Linked DNA regions of Anas platyrhynchos: region 1 is linked to region 2. Evidence: chromatin contacts called from public Hi-C data. All regions are on one chromosome and are shown on one strand. The core of a region is the stretch at or near the end of the contact, and the rest is flanking DNA. Distances in the headings are between cores, read along the strand shown. Region 1 overlaps PRKAG2 (protein kinase AMP-activated non-catalytic subunit gamma 2). Region 2 has its middle 10 kb from the start of GALNT11.

Region 1 (4,163 bases), core at 1,383-3,882, 200 kb before region 2:
TCTCTCTGACTGTGGAAGGCTGGAGTCTAAGCACATTCCATGACAAAGTACTTAACATGCACAGTGAAGCCAGAGCAGAGCACCTTTGAAAGGAAACAGACCAAAAACAACACAAAAAAGAAATCCACCCCCCAAAAAACATCAATTGCAAAATCCAGGAAACAAAAAGCCACAGCGCTCTACCACACTGCAGAACAGATTACTCCATTTCTGTAGCAGGCAGCTATTGCCATCTTTTGGCAACTAAACGCTTCCCACAGAGCCAAGAGCCTAGCAGATGATGATTTACTGATTAAAAGCAAAATGAGAAACCGAAAACAAAAATTTTCTGGAGACTGTAGTAATTTGTGTCATTAAGCCATCCATTCCAGCCCTAAATCATCGTAGCAACATAGCAGGAACAGGCTCAGAACACCTAGATGCTCTAACTGCTGCACAGGGGTCTTTACATGTGAGATGGCTTTACATAAATTCTCACAGCCACAAAGAAGCCAATATAAATTTGGATTTTTCTGAACCTTTTCCCAGTGAGTGACTCCGGCTCCAACAAGTTGCCTTCTCATTCTGTTCAACCAGGAAGCCTCCCCACAGCTCCTCCTCTAGCAGAGCACGAAGGATACAGTTGAAACAATATGGGGGCTTGTATTCAAAGCACAGCATTACGGGAGAGCTGCTCAGATTTCATTTAGCACTCAGGAAACACACGCCCATTAAAAAAAAAAAAAAGAGAACTGCAAGCAAAGGCAGACTGAAAGGAGAATACTCACTTGTAGCGTAGTGTCGAAAACAACAAGCTTAGAGCTTGTTGGAACAATGTCATAACACTTGTGTGACCTCATGAATCGCACATAAATGTCACTTTCCGATTCTTCAAGTGCTGTAAGTAAAAACATTATGTTGTTTTATTTAAATGACCTTAAAAAAAAAAAAAAAGAGTAAAAAGCATGCCAAATCAACTGAACACCATTGCAGGACATCCCTACAGCAAAACTCAAATCCATGCTTTCAGATCTAGACAGACAGTTCATCGTCCTGCACTTTGCATTTCACTTCTTTCCTTTCCAATTTAATAGCACACGGGCAAATGCATGGCTTCTCCTCGACAAGAAAGGACTTCAGTACTAAAGCGTTACGTTTCGGTTTTGTTTCCCTAACAGCAAGCTATTGACTATGCATACTTGGTACCTGAACTCCAATTACGTACAAAGCAAGTTGGAAATTTAAGTAGCATCAGGCTTAACTAAGCCTTAAGTTAATATTGCTCTGATAACAAGTTCCCCAATCGGCACCGCTCCATTCAAACTACGTTACACAAAACCTCACAAATCCCACAGTTCATTTATGAAAACAGGATCCATTGGGGCTGGACTCTTTTTTTTGCAAGTTTTCTTTTTTTGTTGTTGTTGTTGTTAAACATGATTTGTCTGTAACAAGGACACACGATCCAATCTATATTAAATTAATTTTGCATTTATCAAGCTTAGATGCACATGCGTACAGTCTTTAGATCTGCTTGGGTATGTTACTTTTTTTTTTTTTTAAAGCCCTTTGGCCCTATGTTCTTTACAGTAGGTACCTGCAGCTCAGTCAAGGTTAACCTCCCTATCAGACGTGCACCCTTGCAATCCTGTAACACTGTGCTGGAACTCGGTCATGCTGTGCTTTTGCAGAGCAAGGAAAAAAAAACAAAAAACAAACCTGAACTACCTACTAACCATTGAAGAACTTGGTGTTAGAAAGCTATAAACCTCAAAATCCTCGTTTGCTACATGTGCTCAAAATTAATCCTCTAGTGCCAGAGAAAATGTCACTTCCACAGGGTGGCTCAGCACAGTTTTAGTCCAATCCTACAGAAGCCAAGATGGAACTCCCCTGTAGCAGCTACTGTAACATACAGGCAGTCTCTCTGCGTGTCAAGTTAAGTCCTTCATTTCCAGCTCCCCCTACTCTTTAAAGAAGCCCTTTCCCCACCAAAACCCAAGCAGCAGTTCTAGAGGAATACAGAAGAGAGTTCAACTAGAAAGAAGCAGAAAAAAAAGTAAATCGTTCGTTGGATTTATGTTCCTATAAAGGTCAGGACCAGGAGTGAAAATAGCAGGAGCTAGGAGAAATTGATAAGAGATTAGGAAACAATGCGAGCAAACCGATAGGGGAAGAATGAGGCAGATTGACTCGGACAAGGCTGGTGCGAAGCAGCCTTTATAAGATGATACCAAAGGGGAACTGGTACTGACTCGGCAAGGGCAGGCATAAGGGAGGTCAAAAAAGGCAGTTGGGAACAGAGAACGCTTTATGTAACTCTGTAATATAGCAACAGCTTATCACCCCGCAGCTTCCTCAACAGCTTCCACAGCTACTGGCTGCACAAAGCGAATTCACTGACCCTGCAGCAGGGCGAGCTATGGCTGGCTTTCTTCTTAAAGAGCAAACTAGAAGGAGGAGGTGGAGGAGACAATGTTACTTTGCATACAATCAGCTTTTTTTTTTTTTAAATATATATCAAATAGCTGATGAACTGCAAAACCAGCAACTGTTTTTAGCTGAAAAGATGTCACCCTTCGCAGAGCACGTCATCGCTGGGTACCGTTCTGTCGGCCTACCACCAGTTATGCAAATGCAGCGAGGGCAGTAATTGCTGAGTGAGCTTGTTGCCAGCTTTAATCAGGCAAGGTCGGGAACGGCAGGCACAGCTCTGACCTCTGCATGGACCAGCGCGGTAAAGATGTGCCTAGAAACCCTCCTCTTGCTCAGCACACGCTCTGAACACAAACTTTTAACCAGACCTGAACAATCTTCACCCATTCGGGATGTGTGGGGTTGGCTAGGTGCTGCTACCTCACCCGAGTTTGTCTCCCAGTTCAGAAATCAGCATCAGGCGCATCCCCCAGGCACCACAAAGCAGCCGGTTCCTTCCCCGAGGATGGAAAGTTCAGATTGGAAACGCTCAGAAGCGCAAGACGGTGATCTGTGAGCCCTGTGTTTAACAGCTACAAAAATAGCGAGGGAACTCCAGCAGGATCTAAACAAGGATGCAATTGTCCAGCTGGAACTGAGGTTTGTTTCTGCAGATCCTGACACCACGGGCCAGCATAATGCCCTGCTGTAGCAGCCACAAACTACACATGCAAAACATACGCCCTGCTGCGCTACCTCGTATGCTCGACGTGGTGTCGTCAAGTGGCAACTGGAAAGGATATTCAGGACCTTCCAAGCCCTTCAGCTACCCACAAGTACTGAGGAGCTGCCTCCAGCTTGCTCTTTGTACGAGAACTGTGTGTGAGTTATTGGTGTGTGTGGCTGCTGAAAGGAGAAGAGGTCTCCAGCAGGCTCGGGACTCCTCAATTTACCCCACGGGCAGGAGGTACGTACATATCCTGTCTATTCTTTCACCCCAGATCAGCAGCGTACTCAGGTGTTGATACCAGAAGGGTGCACGACATGGACAAGTAACGCAGACCCTCTGCTCCTGCTGGAAGAAGGAATTGAGGTATCCAGGATTAGATTTGCATCTGGATCTCATGTGCAGAAGCCCAGTTACAGTAAGGGATGCCCCGAGCTGTAGCAGAAGCCACAGAAGGACTACAAGCTACGGGAATTCTGAGGGCAGGGCCTCCTAGGGGAGCACAAGCTGCAGTGGCACGGCAGCAGCGCCAAGCACAGCCCGTCCCTGCCACTCCTGGCAATTGTATTCCCTCTCTCCGAGGCAGAAGCCTGACGTACACCTTTCACAAACTGCTCCTGTAACTCCCGTAACGTGTGTGAGGCTGGAATGGCACCAGACAGCTCCAGGAGTCCAGACTCAGCAAAGGCAGCTGCAAAGAAGCCCTGGGGAATACATTTGCTGGACCTACACCACGATTTAGGATGCTGCCTCCAGCCAGACCTCAGCTTCCTACAGCTGATGAGCTGAACGTTGCCTGGCTCACTGACAGAACAGATTCCCAGCAGGAGGCATCTTAATCTACAGCAGGGATCAGGGGAGAGGAGTCCACTACGAGTGAGTTTGTTTCTGCAGGGTATTCCCTAGTGAAAGCCCGTTTCTTGAAGATGGATCAGAAAGTTGTGCTGCAAGAGGACGTTCTCTACGTGCACTCCCTCCCCACAAGTCAGAGGTGAAGGCAAAACGCTCCAACCCCCAGGGCTTTCTTCTGTAATTTTTTTTA
Region 2 (3,902 bases), core at 1,008-3,507:
GATGTTGTCAACAACTCATAGCTTGAGGATGTTTGAACTTAGTTGCACACGGTGCCAAATTATATGTTCTCAGGAGGATCACGCCTACATGCAAACAGGCAAGTTGCTATTTGCTTTTGCCATTTTCCCAGAGGAAACGATGGTGCCAGACAAGTGTGAGCAGACCAACCTCATATAGTATGTGAGGCTTTGTGGTTTCAAACTCTGGAAGTAGAAATGACAAGTACTCCCACTACACCTCGTGTAATTTCCCAGGGAAGCAGAACAGTGACTCTAATTGAGGAGAGCAGGAGATCCCCCTCCCAGATCAAGTCTCTGGGCTCAGGTACACAAGAACTTTCTAAATGTAAACCAAGGTTTTGTGAGAATTTCTCACTGTTCCACATTGCCCTGGATTCCTCGAGCATTTGTACTCAGCCTAAAGGTAGATTTGGCCCAGAGCTGAAGAATGGAGATTGCAACTGATAGTAGAAGAGATAACTACTGGAGCTCATAACCATCACCTAGAGACACAAGTAAACTGAAAGTATACAGTAGCTATTTTTTTCTGAGTTGGGATTCTTGCCATCAAAATGAAGCCAAGGAGATCATTAAACCTGGCTTTGGTAAAACACAGAAAATTCTACCTACTTACTTGCTAAAACCAGGAAATCAGATGCTACAGCCACTGCTGAGGATCAATTTTAAGCCAGATCTCTGACATTAAGCACTACTGTGCCACTGTGTACTGCGGCAGTCTTTGTCTTGTCTGACATTCATTATTTGATGGACCAAGGTTTCCTGAGTTTAAATATATTCAATAATGAATATCAGCTTTATTTAATACAACTTAGTCACAGAGCAAGAAAAGAACCTATTTTAGTTTTCAGTTTATCTTTGTCATATATAATGCAAGAATTTTCTGAACCCTTTCTTTGCCCTCTAAACATAGATCCCATGAAACAAAACCTTTAGTTCAATCAGAATTTGCATTTCTTGCTAGACTTCCAGATGAATTGGCTTACCATGTCAAATAAGCAGATGAAATAGATTCACTTAATGAGCCCGGATAAGAGAGGGAATGAAGGAAGAGGAAAAAGTAAAACTAGCCTCACAATAATTAGCTAGGCTGTTTCATTCTTCTTTCTGTAAGTGCCAAGGTATGAGAAGTAGGCATTGAAAGGTAACTGATAAGCCACCCAGGGGTTACTCAGTCTGAAGATAACACAACAGACTATACTAGAGAGAGAGAGCCTTATATATACAAGCCTGAATGTCAGAAGCAGCCTGGACGTGACAGTACAGAGCTTTCTGAAGGCTAATTGATGCTCATTCAGAGCAGGGTGAAGACAACCCGAGACAGTACACGTAGCGTGCCTCCTCATTCAGAGCACCAGGGCTTTTAAAGACCATACAGCCCTAACTATGAGAATTAGCAGGCTGAATAGCTGCCCTGTTCCTGACTTGCAGTTTTCTCCCAGGTTAATGTGACAGATGGGTGCTGCAACAGGCAGGAATCACATTCAGAATCTGGCTGGGGGAGCATAAAAAATGCTCACAATATGCACGTGTCAACCTCTTATGCTACCAACCTTTGCGTTACACTGGATTTCTAACAGGACATTAAGAAATATTGTTAGTCTCTCACTTTTTTTTTTCCCCTTTATCTTCTTCATGGGGCTTTATGGGATAGAAAGAACTAAACTTTTCTGTTTAGATTTTGTTTTGGTCAGGTTTAGGGAGTAAATTTATTTATTTATTTATTTATTTATTTATTTATTTGATATAAGTACCCACTTGCTCATATAAAGCAATCATACTTGGAAAGAAAATTTCTGAAGATTTTAGCTAAAAAATATTGCGTAGACAGTAAATATCTAACAAACATGGAAAAGGATACTGATTTTTGTTGTTTTGACTAGCATGGAAAGTCACAAAGCATTTAAGACATGCTGGCTAACTTCTGATTTTGGAAGGGAGGAATATATTTGATGTTGCTAACCAACCAGCTTTGCATCACCCTTTGAAAGGTAAAATGATTGCAAAGTTTGATATGGCTATATACAACTGGCTACAAGAAGAGCACATTTGTTTTAAACCCCAGTTTAAACAGATACATTAGGAGGGAATAATCTTAGGAAGATCCCTAAACCCAGTCCCTTTATGACAACTTCGCAGCACTTAATCCGTTTTTGAAATCACTAAATTGCACATCAGAACACGTGGGGCAGTGAACTTCTGCCCAAAAAGTGGTAATAAAACCGACTGGGAGATACATTTCCCAAAAGGAATTCAGGCTATTCAACACATTGCTCACCCTGTGTACTGTTGTGGGGACCCACCTAGTGAACGCATGAAGAATTGCAATCAGAAGAGAAAGAGAATATTGAGCCAAGGAGACAAATAATTGAACAATATAATTTAGAAGCTTGCAAGTGGTGAAACATGTGGCTAGACAAGAGAAACCGCAAATTCCAGCCAAACTACATCTAACCACCATCTGGTATTGCTTTGCAACTCTCAGATAACATGGCTCTATAATATGGTAGAGCAGAAACTTGCATTTAAAAGAAGGGATAATGTATTTCGGCTTAGCTCAAATTGGTACGGTGCCACTGGGCATCTTTGGGACGTATGCTCAGTATTACCCGTCTGAGAACTGACACAAACAGGAGTTGGTCTCTGTAAATTCAGAATGGCTTTACTAAAAGTCACTAGAAGAGATTTCTCTCTCTCTCTCTTTAAATTTTAATCTTGTAATATAAGACAACATTTTACACATAGGTCAAATTTTCAAGGTCTTATTCCTCTGTCCACAAGGACTGGAGGTTTTCATTACAATGAAAGCTGAATTTCTGACCTTATTTCCTTTGGCAGTGAAGGCTATAAGAACAACACGAGTATTGTTTGGTTTACAACATATTTTTACATAATGAAATGCTGCGAATTTTATTACAACCAATACTGATCTGTTCAAAGGGATTTTGCCCTCATTTCCTAAGTGCCCTGTCCTCACTCATCTAATTCACAAGAGAACCAAAACTTTCACAATTGATCAATCTCCAAACTATATCGACATAAAAATCAGCCACCTAGCTAAACCCTGGTATTTTCTCTTAATGATACAAGATGACATGATCTTTTTTCCTTCATAAGGACATACAAAAGGGGCAGAGATTTTATATTCAGAAAATATTGAAAATAGCTTGTGAATGAAACCATCTGCCTTTTTTTTTTTTTTTTGCCATCTCAAGATCCCACAAATGAAAGTTGCAAATATTGAATATCCAGTTACAAATGGCTATGTTATAATGTAGGAATTCCCCTCTAATCTTAATATCACTTGCTTTTGATTCTGTTCTTGTGTATACATTCTTAGTTCCGCACAGTTTATGTGACTTTATTTCCAGAAGGGTCCTGGAAAACCAGCCCCACGGAGCCACTTGCTAGCATCGAGTACGGCCACTTAAGGTTGGTGAAGAGCCATGCCAGTTTAGAGGCAAGAATGGGCTTTTAGTTTATCTCATCCTTATTACAATGTTCTTCTCTCTTCCTTGACAAGACTATTACAAGGAAATCTCCCTCATGCCAACCAGCTTGATCTTAGACCTTGAAAATATTTCATTTCCACTTCTTTCCTGTCCCTTTCTTGTGTTCAGGATACTATTAGGTGCTTATTAGCATTTTCATAACAAGGAATACTTTTACCCTTTGTTGCTTAAATGTCTGCATTTGAATACAAAAAGCTCTACCTGAAAACTAGGGCTTTTGCATGAGAGTGTCCTAGTAGTCAGAACACTGCTATTTGGGGAAACAGGGACTCTATTCATGGTTCTGGACTAAGAAACATCAAGTCACACAGGCCATACCTGCCATCTGCCCACACAGCCACTGCTGTCTCCAAAAAAAAGGGAAATAGGCAC

Evidence for each region. Hi-C and Micro-C count contacts between places; a contact is called where the count stands out from the background.
Region 1: a contact with region 2 is called in a Hi-C map of F1 follicle, with 3 times the contacts expected there. The contact joins two enhancer-like sites. A contact is called at or near these places in 7 of 8 Hi-C or Micro-C datasets (F1 follicle, F5 follicle, liver and 3 more).

The regions. Positions count from the first base shown.
Region 1 is chr2:152,962,255-152,966,417 of IASCAAS_PekinDuck_T2T, reverse strand. PRKAG2 (protein kinase AMP-activated non-catalytic subunit gamma 2) reads right to left here. Exons shown (of 16, transcript XM_027450396.3): 6 at 768-877. Among named protein-coding and RNA genes, the nearest start is that of RHEB, 32 kb to the left of the region's middle. Within about 2 kb of position 2,632, at least 3 of the 8 cell types and tissues checked have an H3K27ac peak or open chromatin away from gene starts, as enhancers often do. A contact at or near this core is called in F1 follicle, where this site is marked.
Region 2 is chr2:152,762,171-152,766,072 of IASCAAS_PekinDuck_T2T, reverse strand. No RefSeq gene overlaps it. Among named protein-coding and RNA genes, the nearest start is that of GALNT11, 10 kb to the right of the region's middle. Within about 2 kb of position 2,257, at least 1 of the 8 cell types and tissues checked has an H3K27ac peak or open chromatin away from gene starts, as enhancers often do. A contact at or near this core is called in F1 follicle, where this site is marked.